Linked DNA regions of Triticum aestivum: region 2 is linked to region 1. Evidence: chromatin contacts called from public Hi-C data. All regions are on one chromosome and are shown on one strand. The core of a region is the stretch at or near the end of the contact, and the rest is flanking DNA. Distances in the headings are between cores, read along the strand shown. Region 1 has its middle 20 kb from the start of LOC123054010. Region 2 holds the start of LOC123054011 (beta-glucosidase 16).

Region 1 (7,088 bases), core at 1,415-3,914:
ATGCCTTGCAACAGATCAAATAGATTAATACATATTCACAAACTTGAAAATGTACCATTTATAGTATTTATCTTTAAAATATGATAGCTTTGACCCAAATTTTATATTCTTCTTATTTGTTTGGATGAGGGGAGGGATGAACTTACTCTCAGCCGCGCTCGGGCACCATGTTCCCTTTGAACATCTACACCTGCACCCAAAACTCGCATCACTTGTTGGCAGAGAGGCTGACGATGCGAGGAGGGCCGCTGACCAGCCATTGCTTCATCACCGGCCTGAACGTACGCGGGATGATGAGCATGGAGATGCCCTCCTCGTCAGTGATCTGCACGTAGAACCTGATAGGTTCCCGTGCACCCTCTTCTTGCCCCATCCTCGGCCTCCTGCCAGCGCCCAGCGGCATCCTTATGAACTCCATCCCGCCAGGGAGCACCACCCTCTTCAGGCACCGTTTGGTGGGGATGAGGTCCTCCACCCCCTCTGCGCCAGCGACGACCTGCGCACCACCGCCGGCTCTATCCCACTCTGTCTTTATTATCTTGTCAGCAAGATGGCCATCAGTTAGCAATACATATGACACATGATCAAAGCTAACAAGTAGAACGTGATGTATGCTCGCCGAACACAACTTACCATGATCACTACTAAGTACTACTACCTCCGTCCGGGTTTTTAAGTCCCCCAGACCAATTCACAGGGACCAAGGATGGAATTGATTGCCTGGTTTCTTTCGCATCTGTGCATGCAGCTGTACTGCAGCAGAACCAAAGTGGGACGCGTGAATCCAACCACCGAGCTCCCTTCCTCGCATGCATGGACATGCATAGGCCCAAGTCTCTTCGCTGCATGCTGGAATTAATTGCGCGCAAAGAGACGTGCTGATGTGGGGCCGGTCATTTCCCTTTTCACAGCGAAAACGAGGCAGCGGCCTTCTAATCGCGTACACGCATGCGGTGCCTAGCGGACTAATATACCCGGACGGACGTAGTAACACATTAGCAGTGCTACTCTGATCAATGTTTATAGTTATCAGTGCTAACACAGATCAGATGAAGCCACCGCTCACGTGTCCTACTTGCATTTATTATTTTTGGCATTCAGGTATATCCTACTTGCATGCCACATGCACTCACATACCCTAGCAACAAGAGCAACATAACAAGAGCAGCAAGAAGAGTAGCATGAACAACATCAGTAAGAACTAACAACATTAGCATATACACTAGTAGTAGCATCAAGAACACACAATGTGGCACTACAAACTAACAATTTGGCAGTAGAAAGTAACAATGCGGCACTAAAACGATGCAAGCTACCACTACATATGAACAATCTAGGCATGTGGGATGAACAAAGTAAGCATGCACTCTTGTTCGTCCCCAAAACAGTGGATTATCATCGAATCCGGTCGAATCTAGTAGAATCCAGTCGAATCGGGTCAAATGAATGGGCCACAATCTAATCTAGCACACTATGAACTACCCTAAGAACCCTAACTAAGAAGCAGAGGGGGATTTGAGAGCTTACAGTGGGGGTTGCTGGTGTAGCGTACGCCGGCCGTGGTGAAAACCCTGGCGGGAAGAGGGGTGCTGCCACCGCCGATGAAGAGGACCCGGCCATTCCTAGGGCCGCGGCCGTGCACCTCGGCCTGCACTGGCTCGAAGATGACGCCGGCGTCCTTGAGCTCCCCTCCCCTTGCACTGGACACAGAGGAGAAAACCCTCTTACGGGGGTAAAAATACCCCCATAAGAGGGGCCTGCAAAGGACGGCGCTGGCGGGTATTGGATCCCCGCGATGTTCGAGCCGATGGAGAGGACCATCGGCTCCGATGGCGGAGCCAGAGCGACCGGCGCCGGCGCTGCATTGGCCCGGGGCGGCGGCATGGTGCAGAAAGGGGAGGGAGCTCGCAGTGCCGCCGCAGATCTACTCCGGCCGCGGAGAGGCCGGCAACCCACCTCTCTTGGATGGGATTGCTGCCGGCGATGACCTGAGTGGGTGGGGCGTGGCGAGACGGCGGCGTGGCCATCGGAGAAACCGAACGAGCGATGAGGTGAGAGAGAGGGAGTGGGTGTGAACTGGCGAGGGAGGTGACGGGAGAGGGCGTAGGGAGTTATGAGCAGTCGCGTCGTCTCCCGCGTGTCCCAAGGCGTGCAGGCGCTCGCCACGCGTGGCTCGAGCGAGCCTGGCTCACAAAAAACGGCCGATTCGGCCGTTTTCTCCAGAGCCAGGCTGAGACCTGCTTTGAAGTTCGTGCAGTCCAGGTTTTTGATGTCGTCCAGGCAACTGAATGGGGCAGATTCTTCCCGCACGAGTCTGACACAACCTAATGCGACCAACCAAACGCGTCCTTATATCTCACATTCTCACTCAAGGCGCAGCGCGAACAGGACCAGCTCGATCGACTTTGACTGAGGAACATTGCCGCCGTGCCGTACCGTGCGTGTGTGTACATGCAAAATGTTCCTACGATAGAACAGGAGCAACGCAATCGCTCCAAAGCAACACACGTCGGATCCATGTCAGTAACGTGAGGGAGGACCCTGCTGTGTTTACCGTGTCGCTAAAGTTGCACGACGTTCACAAAATCTCTCGATCCAGTCCCGTCCTCAGTTAGCGAGCACGCACCGACGCACGCGCGTACGGCGACTCGGCGATACGTTCCCGTAATCGACCGGTCCTCTCGTACTCTTGGATGCTGACGGCTCGCTCTGACTTGTCCAACTTTGGTTGGTGGCTGTCTCCGTCGTGTAGATATATCTCAAAGATTATTAAACGGGTCACGAGGAAATGTGCAAGTAATGTCAGAAACATATCGACCGTGACTGAATCCGCTTGCTGCAGAACTCTGTCTGCACAATTAAGTTTCAGGAATTCAATGGACTTATACACAAGAAAAAACAGTGATCTCATCCACTTGGAAATTCATGTACGTATAAGTTGGCCATTCTACTTTCAAGAAACTTAGAATACTACTCCTAAATGGAAAATATTTGAAAATGTCTTGGATAGCCTAGCTTCTTGTGGTACGATTTGCTTCATCTAATCAACGGTCATTCTGGTATGGGAACTGGAATGCCACCCTGCTCCACCGATACTTCCTGCATATTGATGTTCAAGAGATCATGAAGATCAGAGCGTCGCCACGACTTGGTGGAGATGTAATCGCTTGGGCGGCCGAGCGGACCGGAGTATTTTCAGTTCGGAGTGTGTACCACCTCGCCCTCAACGAACGACTTCTGCCTACTTCAGTCGCATCGAGCAGGGCATCGGACGGGCGACGTTTCGTTTGGGCACTAATATGGAACTGCCCTGTTCCACCTAAGATGCGTATATTTGCATGGAAGCTCGCATCAAATTCTCTGGCCACCTGGGCTAACAAGCACACACGGTTCTTAGAAACCTCCGACATATGTCCATTATGTGCAATGAAGCGAGAGGACATGTTCCACGTCTTCTGCAGATGCCCTCGGGCGGTTGCTATGTGGAATGCTATGGCGGAGCACTGGAGACTGCCGGACATATCAAGGGTCCGTCCGACTGGTGTTGAGTGACTGTTCGATCTGCTATATGATCTAGGAGATGATGTGCGCATGCGAGTACTGATGATCCTCTAGCGCACATGGCATGTGCGTAATGAAATAGTCCGTGAAAAATCACCACCTCATGTGGAAGCATCTTGTCGTTTCCTACAAAGCTATATGAAGTCACTGTTTAGTACTATCAAGTATCCCCCAGCTGGTGATGTGGTGAAAGGCAAGACGGCAGTCGATGCAATGGGCCGGCCGTTACTGATCTCAGATGGGATGGCTGGTCTCGTAGCTCCTGCTAGGTGGTCTACCCCTGCCCATGGCCATGTAAAGCTCAATGTAGACGGATCATATATTCAAGACACGGGCGAGGCTGGTGCCGGGATGGTCCTCCGTGACAGTACTGATGGTATTAGGGCATGTACTGTTGGAAATATGAGCAATTTATCAAATAATTTTATTAACAAAAATACTAGATAAAGCATAACTAGTATAGCCACTACTACAAAAACAGCTATAGCCAATATGGACACTAATGGCGCACTGTGCATGTGGTGCGCCATTACTATGTGTTGGTGCATCATTAGTGTGTAAATACTAATGGCGCACCACATGCACTGTGCGCCATTATTAATTTTTTTTATTTTTTCAAAACTAGTAATGGCGCACCAGGGGATGATGTTTCAAATTTTTTATGTTTCCATTAGTATTGGCGCTACTAATGACGCACTGTGGGTGTGGTGCGCCATTACTAGTTGAACTAGTAATGACGCACCACTCCCATGGTGCGCCATTAGTAATTTGGCCCAAACATTCCCCCGAATGCACCCCCGTGGACCGCCTTTTCAGTTTCAAAAGAAAATGATAGAAATGTCAAAAAAATAAAAGAAAATAAGATTCCCATGTGATATATGGTCTAGTTGTTAGCAAAATTTACAAACATGAATTTTCGACTTTTTTGCAAAATCTCTCGAGAATTTGTAAAATGGGCATAACTTTTGCATACGAACTCGGATGAAAAAGTTTTTTATATGAAAAATCATCTAGTCGAAAAGATACATATGAATTTAACCGGGGGAACCCGTTAAATTTTTTCAAAATCCTCAAAAACCTAACAGAAAAAAAGATACGGGGCTTTTAAGATCTGGAGAGGCAAAAAAATTCAAAAAAAAAATTCAAACTTACTAATGGCGCACCTGCCAATGGTGCGCCATTACTATCTTCCCGCCTTCAAAATTCAAAATAAATCAAAAAAAAAGTAATGGCGCACCTGCCCACGGTGCGCCATTACTATGCCGTATATATGGCTGGGCGTGGTCCTATCCTCCTTACCTCTTCATTCTTCTCCTCCACTCCACCTCTCCTCCACTCCATCTCCTCTTCTCCTCCACTCCATCTCCCCTTCTCTCCTCCACCATACTACCCTCCTCCTCTCCGGCGACCTCCTCCTCCTCCTCCTCTCCGGCGACCTCCTCCTCCCTCCTCTCCTCCCCTCCCCTCACGGTTTCTCCTCCCTCCTCTCCGGTGAGCTCCTCCTCCCTCCTCTCCTACCCTTCCCTCATGGTTTCTCCTTCCTCCTCTCCGATGCTCCGGTGAACTCCTCTCCGGCGACCTCCTCCTCCTCTCCGGCGATGTAGGCGAGCGCCTCTCCGGTGACCTCGGCCCTCCTCTCCGGCGAACTCCTCTCCGGCAAAAGAACACGGCAAAAGAACGTACAAGATCCAAAAACGAGAACAAAATTTGAAAAAAAAGAGCAAAAAAGGGCAAAAAAATCGCGATCCAGATCCAAATTCAAAATTCAAAAATAGCAATGGCGCACGATGGGGGTTAGACGATGCGCCACTACTATTTTCCCGCCTTCAAAATTCAAAAATACTAATGGCGCACCGTGGCCTATACTAATGGCGCACCAGTGGTGCGCCATTAGTAAAAAATACTAGTGCCGTGGTACTAGTGGCGCACCAGTAGTGCGCCATTAGTAGGCAAAACTGGTGCGCCACTAGTAGGCCTTTTCCTAGTAGTGAGCAGTGATAAAACAAGTCATGCGATTTGCCAAAGAGAAGGTAAACAACATCTTCATATATGAACTGTAACTAAACATATCTAGAGTAGACAGTATAGCAAGTTGCATACATGAAATAGAGCCTAACATATCTAGGGAAAACACTAGAACAAGGAACTGTAGCAGGGCCTCTAAAAGAAAGAGGAAGAACACATACGGGACAGCAGCAGCAGAAGCGCTAGACTTGGGGTCAGTGTCCTCGCCAGCCATGTCGTCAAGGACGTTGTCGACGCCGGGGAAGAAGTCGTCGGAATCTGGGGCGTCCGTGACGAAGAAGTCAGTAGTCGCGCGAAGCGCTCCCCAAAAACCTTATCACCCTTCTCCCGTACAGGACTCAAAGAGGTGCAGTTTCGGAGGCCTAATGTACCGACCTGTGGTGCACGCCGCAAGCCGGTATGGGGAAGGACATAAAGTTTTGGTGCGTTTCTCTGAGAGGAGCGACCTCCCTTTTATAGGCGCAAGAGAAGGAGGCGAGAGGCTGCGCGGGGAGCTGAAGGGAACGAGGGAGACGAAACGAACAGACTTCAGCCGAAGAGGCGAGCCATTCGGATTCAGTGTCCACTACAGAAAAACGTTTCAGCTCCCGCAACCCGCGAGGCGGCGCGTCGTGATGAGGTGGACGGCGGAGGAGGAGCGCGCGTGGATGTCCATCTTGTTCCCATCCTCATACATGTGGGGAAAGAGCCTCCCTTATAAAGAGGTCCAACTCCCTCTAAACTAGCAATGTGGGACTAAACTTTAGTTCCACCTCTTGCCTTGCACGAATGGGCTGCGTGGGCCTCTAGGATTTATTAGGAATTTCTGAAACTGCTATTGGGCTTGGACCAAAATAGACAAAATTCCAGCAATCCCCCACCAGATCCCAGAGGCACACAAAATTTGCCTTTGGTTCCAAAACACAGTTTTATATACCGGTATTGCAGTGGAGATTGTTAAGTTGAACTTCCACCTAGAACTCTATGCTACACTAGTAAGCAACTTGAACAGTGGACTGGGCCTTGAACTGCAAGTTTTCTGCGAATCTAGCTTCACATAAAGCCTTGACCGATACGTGGCTACCGTGGGTCTTCCCCGCGGGTGGAGCTTATGCGTCATACTCCGAGACTTTCATGAGTTTACTAGAAAGAACTCTACTCTCATATATTGCGACGTTTAACAATCAGACTCATATAGGTGTGTTCTTCAAAAGATGTTCTGCAGGACAACATCTCTGCTTCGATGAGCCACTTAGAACGCATTAAGATGTACATCAACCTGCCATGCAGATTAGTAGAGTATTGCATCTTCATGGAGTGGTTTTGTTAATAGTAAGGATACTCTCCTCTCAGTTGATCAACAGCTTGATTTCCACATCTAATTCACGGGATCTCTGATCACATAGACTAGGTTATCACTGTGAACAACTCATATTGTGGGTCTCATACCCATCTCCCTCGATGCATTATCTATCACATTACATGATAGACCCTTAGTAAAAGGATCTGCCAGATTTTTAGAT
Region 2 (7,088 bases), core at 2,559-5,058, 39 kb after region 1:
CCGAGCTCTCCCGATTGTCGACTGGGACATCATCCCATGCGGGGACGAGGATGAGATGGCCATCTACATGGCTCTCTGACGCTCCAGGGAGGAAAGCGCCCGATCACGCTCGGAGTCGATTCGGTGGGAATCCATTGTGTCGGTGCAAATGGCGTTCAGATCTGCGGGGGCTGGTGGACCGAGGCACGTGCCCACTGCCTCGTTGGGCGTGGTGAAGTCCATCTGGCGCCCCAACTTCAGTGTGGTGGCGCATGCCCTTCGGTGGCGCCTCGCCCCCACGGCATCAGGCTCCAAGTCACAGGTCAACGCCGGCACGCACGACGGGTCATCTAGTGTTATGGAGCATTATGTCCGTCGTGTGAGTTAGAGGGCACAGGAGGCTGCGACAGCCCTCTTAGCCAAAGCGGCCGAGAGGCGGAGTCACACGCCTCGCATCCTCGAGAAGTGGCAAAGGAGGAGGAGGCGTGCCTTCGCGCGGGAGCAAAACCGAATGTTTCGTGCCATGGACGGACTGGCCACCAAAAGAGGAGAAGGAGGATAGTGCCAGGTCGGATAGCTACGGCGATGAGTAGATCCGGCTCGTTCCGTTTTGCATCTTCGACCGCTACTTTCGCGACATATACAACAAGGGCAAGGGCAGCCATGGATGATCTTTCTCCATAGCTTAGTATGTGGAGCATGCCTATTTTTTTTTAATCCGATAGCATGTATTGATGTAGTAGAGCATGCTAATTTTTGATAGTCTGATGGCATGCATGATGAAGTAGCCGGGCAATATGTGCGGAATCGAGATGTATTTACGTAGAGGTAGTTTATGTTGCATGTGATTTTCTGGATATGGGGATTTACTATAAGGTATACCTGACTATGGAAGTGGACATTTGCAGGGTGAGCGGACTCGCCCGGGCGCGTCCACAGACGTTTAGGGGCAGATTTTTTTAAGTCCAGTTGTAGATGCTCTTAGTGTGCAATTGACCTGGTCTCCATCTATGCTAAATAGTGTGCATTTCTTTTGTACTAAGTCAAACGTAATGAAGTTTAACCAACTATATAGTACTGCCTCTGTAAATAAATGTAAGACATTTTAGATGTAGTGACATAAAACGCCGTACATTTCTTTACAGAGGTAGGACAAAATAATAATCAACATTTAAAGTATCAAACCAACAACATGACACCGTTGTGTGTAGCCTGTATCAATTGTTGGACGTTAATAGCATGGTTAATAGTATAGCTAAATGCGGGCTATATGATGTTGTCATGTCATATATAGGGGGTGTTTGGTTCAGAAGTCCTAGGACTTTTCTAGTCCCAGGGACTAATCAAAAAAGACTCTTTAGTAGAGTCTTTTTCTAGTCCCTGTAGAAAAAGTCCCTCCCGTTTGGTTCCTAGGGACTTTTTAGGGACTTTTTCTAGTCTCTGGGACTAAAAAATCCCTGAACCAAACACCCCCATAGTCATCACTTATAGTCACTTATACAACAAGTTTAGCTATAAATTTGGCTATAAGACTTTTTTCACCTTCTTTCTATCTTTTTTTTCATATTTATTGCATTTGCCTAGGAGTACGCATATAGCTAGGCTCTTGCATGAAAGCTCACTCCCATCATTTTTTATGTCTCTCTCCTCCATATAGGCAAAAGTGCCATATAAGCGGGCTGTAAGCCCATTATTATACTTGCTCTAAGCGTGCACGTCTAAAGGTCAATGCCTGGGGCCTTGTGTGTTGTTTGGAGTCAAGTCTGTGTGTACACGCATGCATGTGTAAGTCAAAAGGCCAACGTGCATCAGATTGGTTGTACCACGACGCAATGTTCAGTAGCCAAGGCCCCCCATGAACCCAAATTTGTGCACATGTACGCTTATTTTGTTATTATGTTGTTAACCTCTCAGATTTTAGGAAAAGAAATACATGCATTAGTGTAACTTCAGAAGATCGAGTCATTTGGCCCCTCTAATCTTTGATTCATGGCTTCGCCACTGGCGATGTTGCGAGGTGAAGCGTGTCGAAACAACCAACATTGAAGAAGCAGATAGTTTGTTTGGACTTCTGATGCATTTAACTGAAAATAAACATCAGACATTTGGATGTATTTTTAGTTATGTAAGGAGGTTTTTATAAGGATATACTATGATATACTTGGTTTACAACTTTTGACCTTTTCGCAACAAGAAAAAAAAGTCTACACACTAGACATAGCGAGAAACATGGACATTTGAGAAAATATGCTGTGTTGTTGAGGGAAGGTAGCACAAAATAATTATCAGTATTTAAATATCAAACCAATAACATTACACCGTTGTGTGTGGCCTGTATCAATTGTTGGACGTTAATCGTGCACGTCTAAAGGTCAATGCCTAGGGCCTTGAGTGTTGTTTGGAGTCAAGTCTGTGTGTTCACACATGCATGTGTAGAAGTCAAGAGGCCAACGTGCAGTAGATTGGTTGTACCACGACGCAATGTTGAGTGGCCAAGGCAGCCCCATGATCCCAAATTTGTGCACATGTATGCTTATTTTATTATTATGTTGTTAACCTCTCGGATTTTATGAAAAAACACATGCATTAGTGTAACTTCAAAGTTTGAGTCATTTGGCCCCTCTAATATTTGATTCTTGGCTTCGCCATTGGCGATGTTGCGTGGTGAAGCATAACAACAAACTTTAACTTGAAAAAAACACACCAAAGAAGCAGAGAGTTTGTTTGGATTTCTGATGCATTTAACTCAAAATAAACCTCGGAGGTTTGGATGTATTTTTTAATTATGAAAGGAGATTTTTTTAAGGATATACTATGATATTCCCTCTGTAAAAAAATGTAAGAGCGTTTAGATCACTAAAGTACTTAGTTTACAACTTTTGACCTTTTCGTGCCAACAAAGAAACGTCTACACACTAGTGCATATATTTACCCCAAGTCAAGAACTTGTAGTCTCTTATGATACTATTTGCTAGATGTAATCAATGGTCCTTGCGGTACTCCAGGTCTATCTCCAGTTTTTGCTGCACCCACGAAACACTGATCGGCTTGGTGTTCCCTGGCCATGCACATGGCCACACATGGTAATATTTGGTCTGACATGGTCGAACAAGTGTTGCCCGTCCTGAGATTCTCTGTTCTCGCCTCTGCTGTTGTACACCTACGGAACTTGTTCCCAGAGAAAGCAGAACTAGCGACAACTTATCGAGGTGGCAAACCAATCACTGGCGATAAGATAATGAACCGATTCCGGTGGTTGGTGGCTCGCCGCGCGCGGCCACGTCTTCCCTGCCGCAAACTCACTCTGGCGAGACGCCACGCCGCCCACCCCACGTGAGCGCCACATGTCGCCGCCGGGCCGCGCACAAATTCTCCGGCTACATCCGGGGCCGCACCAACCCGACCAGATCGGATCAGCGCGTGCCGTGCTTACCTACTCTGTGAGGCCACGACCCTGTCATCTGCCGAAGTTGCTTTCGACGGCTTGTTTCTTCCCCCGGACGACGCACCGGAGGACGCACGAGCAAGAGCAAGCTGAGATGGATCCATCGAGGACCCGGCGCTTTGGTACAGCTGATTCGACGGGCATCGACTAGTCCGCCAAGCGCCAGCGCCATTTGTGGTACGTCATGGCTAGCTTTCATCCATTATCGCCCTTCAGTCACACGTCGCTCTCACGCGCACCATGTGGATCTCAGTTACCCTAACCAACAACCAAAGCTTGGCCGGCGCGGTAAATATCGGCGGTGCCGTACGTACTGCATGTATCGGCAGCGGCCCGAGGCAGATGGGCGCAACTCCGTAGGCAGGACTAGATATAATACTGATCGGTGGTGACAGGTGACAGGGACATGGCGTAGCTTCGCTGTTGCCTTTAAATTAGCTTCGGTCGAAGGGGGGCTAGACAAGAACCAGACTCCAGGGCGTCGCCTTTCTTGCTAAGCTTAGCTACCTTGAGGAAATGGCCGCGGCGACGGCAATGGCCATGCTGGCGGCGCTGGCGATCCTCGCGCCGACGGCGAGGGGGCTCGACCGCGCCGAGTTCCCGCCTGGCTTCCTCTTTGGCGCCGCCACGTCTTCTTACCAGGTTAGCGAGTGGTGGAGCTTGGCCGGCTTCACCCTCGTCGTACTTCTTCTCTCTACCATTCGTTCCCAAGGCCCAGTTGAAAGAGAGCAGCTAATTTAATTACCACAACGCATGAACTATGATCTGTGGTTCCAGATCGAGGGCGCGTACCTGGAGGACGGCAAGGGCCTCAGCAACTGGGATGTCTTCACCCACACGCAGTGTAAGCGACCATTCCCAAAACCCAATGGTTTTCTTCTTGGTTGTCTTTCTGTGATCCATGTTGCCTTTGTCTGATGATCCATGATGCTTAGCTTATGATAAGGTTGAAATGGAAGAGTTGTTAGCTTCCTGCTCCGCTGAGAGATAGAGATAGTGATAGTTCATGAGGCCGTACATAGCAATTCGGCGGTTAATTTACCATGTATGTTAGTACTAATCATGAGGCCGTAAATTATCAGCAAGACAGAGACATAAGCCAGCCATGTCCTAGTACTGCTAGACTCCAAAAATGTTAGCCTTGAAAGATTCAGGTTTGAGTAGTGAGATCCCTAGGCCGGACATCGGAAAGATACGGAGGCCAGCACCCATTTCACTGTCACCGATGCAGGTGTGGCAAACACATCACCTTTCCCTCGAGTTTATATAACTTGGAAAGAAACGGCGTCGCCCTGGAGTATTTCCTTTATCTTCCAAGTGGGATTTGAATATTTTACTTATTCAGTAGGCGTGGATTCTTATGAGACAGCGATGCCACAACTGCAGCAACACTCTGCCTTTAATAATGCGAGTTTTTTTTTTCAAAAAGGAGGATTCTGCATGCACACAACCATAATAATACGAGTGGCCAGAGAATTTTTGCGCTTTATCCGTGTTGTATATGGCAATTGCTGTCGTGAGGATCAACTAACACCACAAAAATTTTCCGATCTTCATATATTCTGAAAGAAGATCAGCTAACGCATGTGATCTTCATATATTCCAAATAGCTTCTTTGCTCTCAAAATGTTTTGGTTTGCTACAGCTAGGGAAATCAACGATGGACGGAACGGGGACGTGGCGGATGACCACTACCACCGTTACATGGTACAGTGTTGATTAGCCCAACATACAATCACTACTAGTACTTGTCATGTGATTATGCATCTCTTAGTTTACTGTGCTTGCCCATGTAACCCTGGACATCACCTTGTTGTTGAGCAGGAAGACGTGGAGATCATGCATGATCTGGGTGTCAACTCCTACAGGTTCTCGATCTCATGGGCGAGAGTCCTACCAAGTATGCATGCCAACACGAATCAATACACAAAATTAGCATTAACAAATTTTTGCTTATAGCTAATTAACTGTCGTTGAATCATGGTCCACGTAGGAGGCCGGCTTGGAGGCGTTAATTCGGCTGCAATCGCTTTCTACGACCACCTGATCGCCGCGCTCCTTCAGAAAGGTACGTAGTCTCACACGCCACGCCACACATCTGAACGAGCAGATTCAACTCTAGCTAATCTTCAACGAGAAGCAATCCTAAACGTATTGCTGCCAAAAATGTCAAGCAGGGATAGAGCCGTTCGTGACGCTGCATCACTTCGATCTGCCGCACGAGCTGGAGACCCGGTACGGCGGTTGGCTGGGCGCCGGAATCAGGTACGTGCATGCGACTCCTACTGGTTGCACATGCCCTCCCTGTGACTTGACTTTTACTATTAGCCACGTTCCCGGTCTTTCCGTCTACTACGTCCTGGCTAAATCAGGAATGTGCATGCATGCGACTCCTACTGGCGCACATGCATGCTCTAATTAACTTTTGTTCCTTCACAGGGAGGAGTTCGACCACTACGCGGACGTGTGCTTCAAGGCGTTCGGCGACCGGGTCAAGTTCTGGACCACGCTCAACGAGCCCAACCTCTTCACCAAGTTCGCCTACATGCTGGGCCACTACCCGCCCAAGCACTGCTCCCCGCCGTTCGGGACCTGCAACAGCGGCAACTCTCACAGGGAGCCCTACGTCGCCGCGCATAACATGATCATGTCGCACGCCGCCGCCGTCGACAACTACAAGAGGAACTATCAGGTGAACCCGACAGACTTGCTCTGTCGCTGAGGAGCTTCCTTCTCAAAAGCAAATACGCCTTTGTGTTAGCCGTTCTAATGCGTGTGTGCATGCATGTTAGGCAACGCAAGGCGGGTCGATCGGGATTGTGATCGCCATGAAATGGTATGAGCCGCTGACCAACTCCACGGAGGATATCATGGCTGCAAGACGTGCGCTGTCCTTTGAGGTGGACTGGTATGTCCTTTCTTCTTTCACCTCCTGTGCAACGAGAAATATGAGACTGTTCACAGCAACATTACCCACGAAAAGAATGTGAAAAACTGTTAGTGTTATGATGTTTCTTTTTTTTTTTGGAAAAGGAGGCTTACCGCCTCGGCATCCAAAAGATGCATGTAGCCATATTATTAAAAAGTGTGAACTAAAACATAGTCTTAGATCCAGTACAGCTGGCAAACGGAGCAAAAAAAGAAATAAAAACTCATTGCCACAACCGGCAGGATAACTGGACAAGATCACTTAGTGTTATGATGTTTCTAATGTTATGCTGATTCTAATGTTTCTTTTTCTTTTGCAGGTTTCTGGATCCGATATTCTTTGGCGACTATCCCAGAGAAATGCGTGAGATGCTGTCATCAAACTTACCAAAGTTCACGTCGGAGGAGAAGAGGTTACTACAGAACAAGGCGGATTTTATCGGGGTAAACCATTACACGGCGATCTACGCCAAGGATTGCATCTCTTCTCCATGCGACATTAAGACCTACGAGGGAAATGCAATGGTCCAAGCTGTAGGCGAAAGAGACGGCGTCGCAATTGGAAGACCAGTAAGAACTGTTCCATCTGTCACCATCCTATACATTCTGTTCTCTCTCTCTGACGTGTTCGTATATATGGTGATCAACCTTGCAGACTGCATTCCATGGTTACTATGATGTTCCTGAAGGTATGGAGCTGATCGTCAGGTATGTCAATCAGCGATACAAGAACACG

What was found. Hi-C and Micro-C count contacts between places; a contact is called where the count stands out from the background.
Region 2: a Hi-C map of leaf shows a contact between it and region 1, with 3 times the contacts expected there. The contact joins the promoter of LOC123054011 here to the enhancer-like site in region 1. A contact is called at or near these places in 2 of 5 Hi-C or Micro-C datasets (leaf and root).

The regions. Positions count from the first base shown.
Region 1 is chr2D:487,136,302-487,143,389 of IWGSC CS RefSeq v2.1, forward strand. No RefSeq gene overlaps it. Among protein-coding and RNA genes, the nearest start is that of LOC123054010, 20 kb to the left of the region's middle. Within about 2 kb of position 2,665, at least 1 of the 8 cell types and tissues checked has an H3K27ac peak or open chromatin away from gene starts, as enhancers often do. A contact at or near this core is called in leaf, where this site is marked.
Region 2 is chr2D:487,174,224-487,181,311 of IWGSC CS RefSeq v2.1, forward strand. It overlaps LOC123054011 (beta-glucosidase 16), which reads left to right and starts at 3,809. Exons shown (of 12, transcript XM_044477653.1): 1 at 3,809-4,066; 2 at 4,202-4,268; 3 at 5,070-5,131; 4 at 5,249-5,324; 5 at 5,418-5,492; 6 at 5,602-5,689; 7 at 5,864-6,116; 8 at 6,217-6,332; 9 at 6,673-6,922; 10 at 7,008-7,088. The coding sequence starts at 3,941.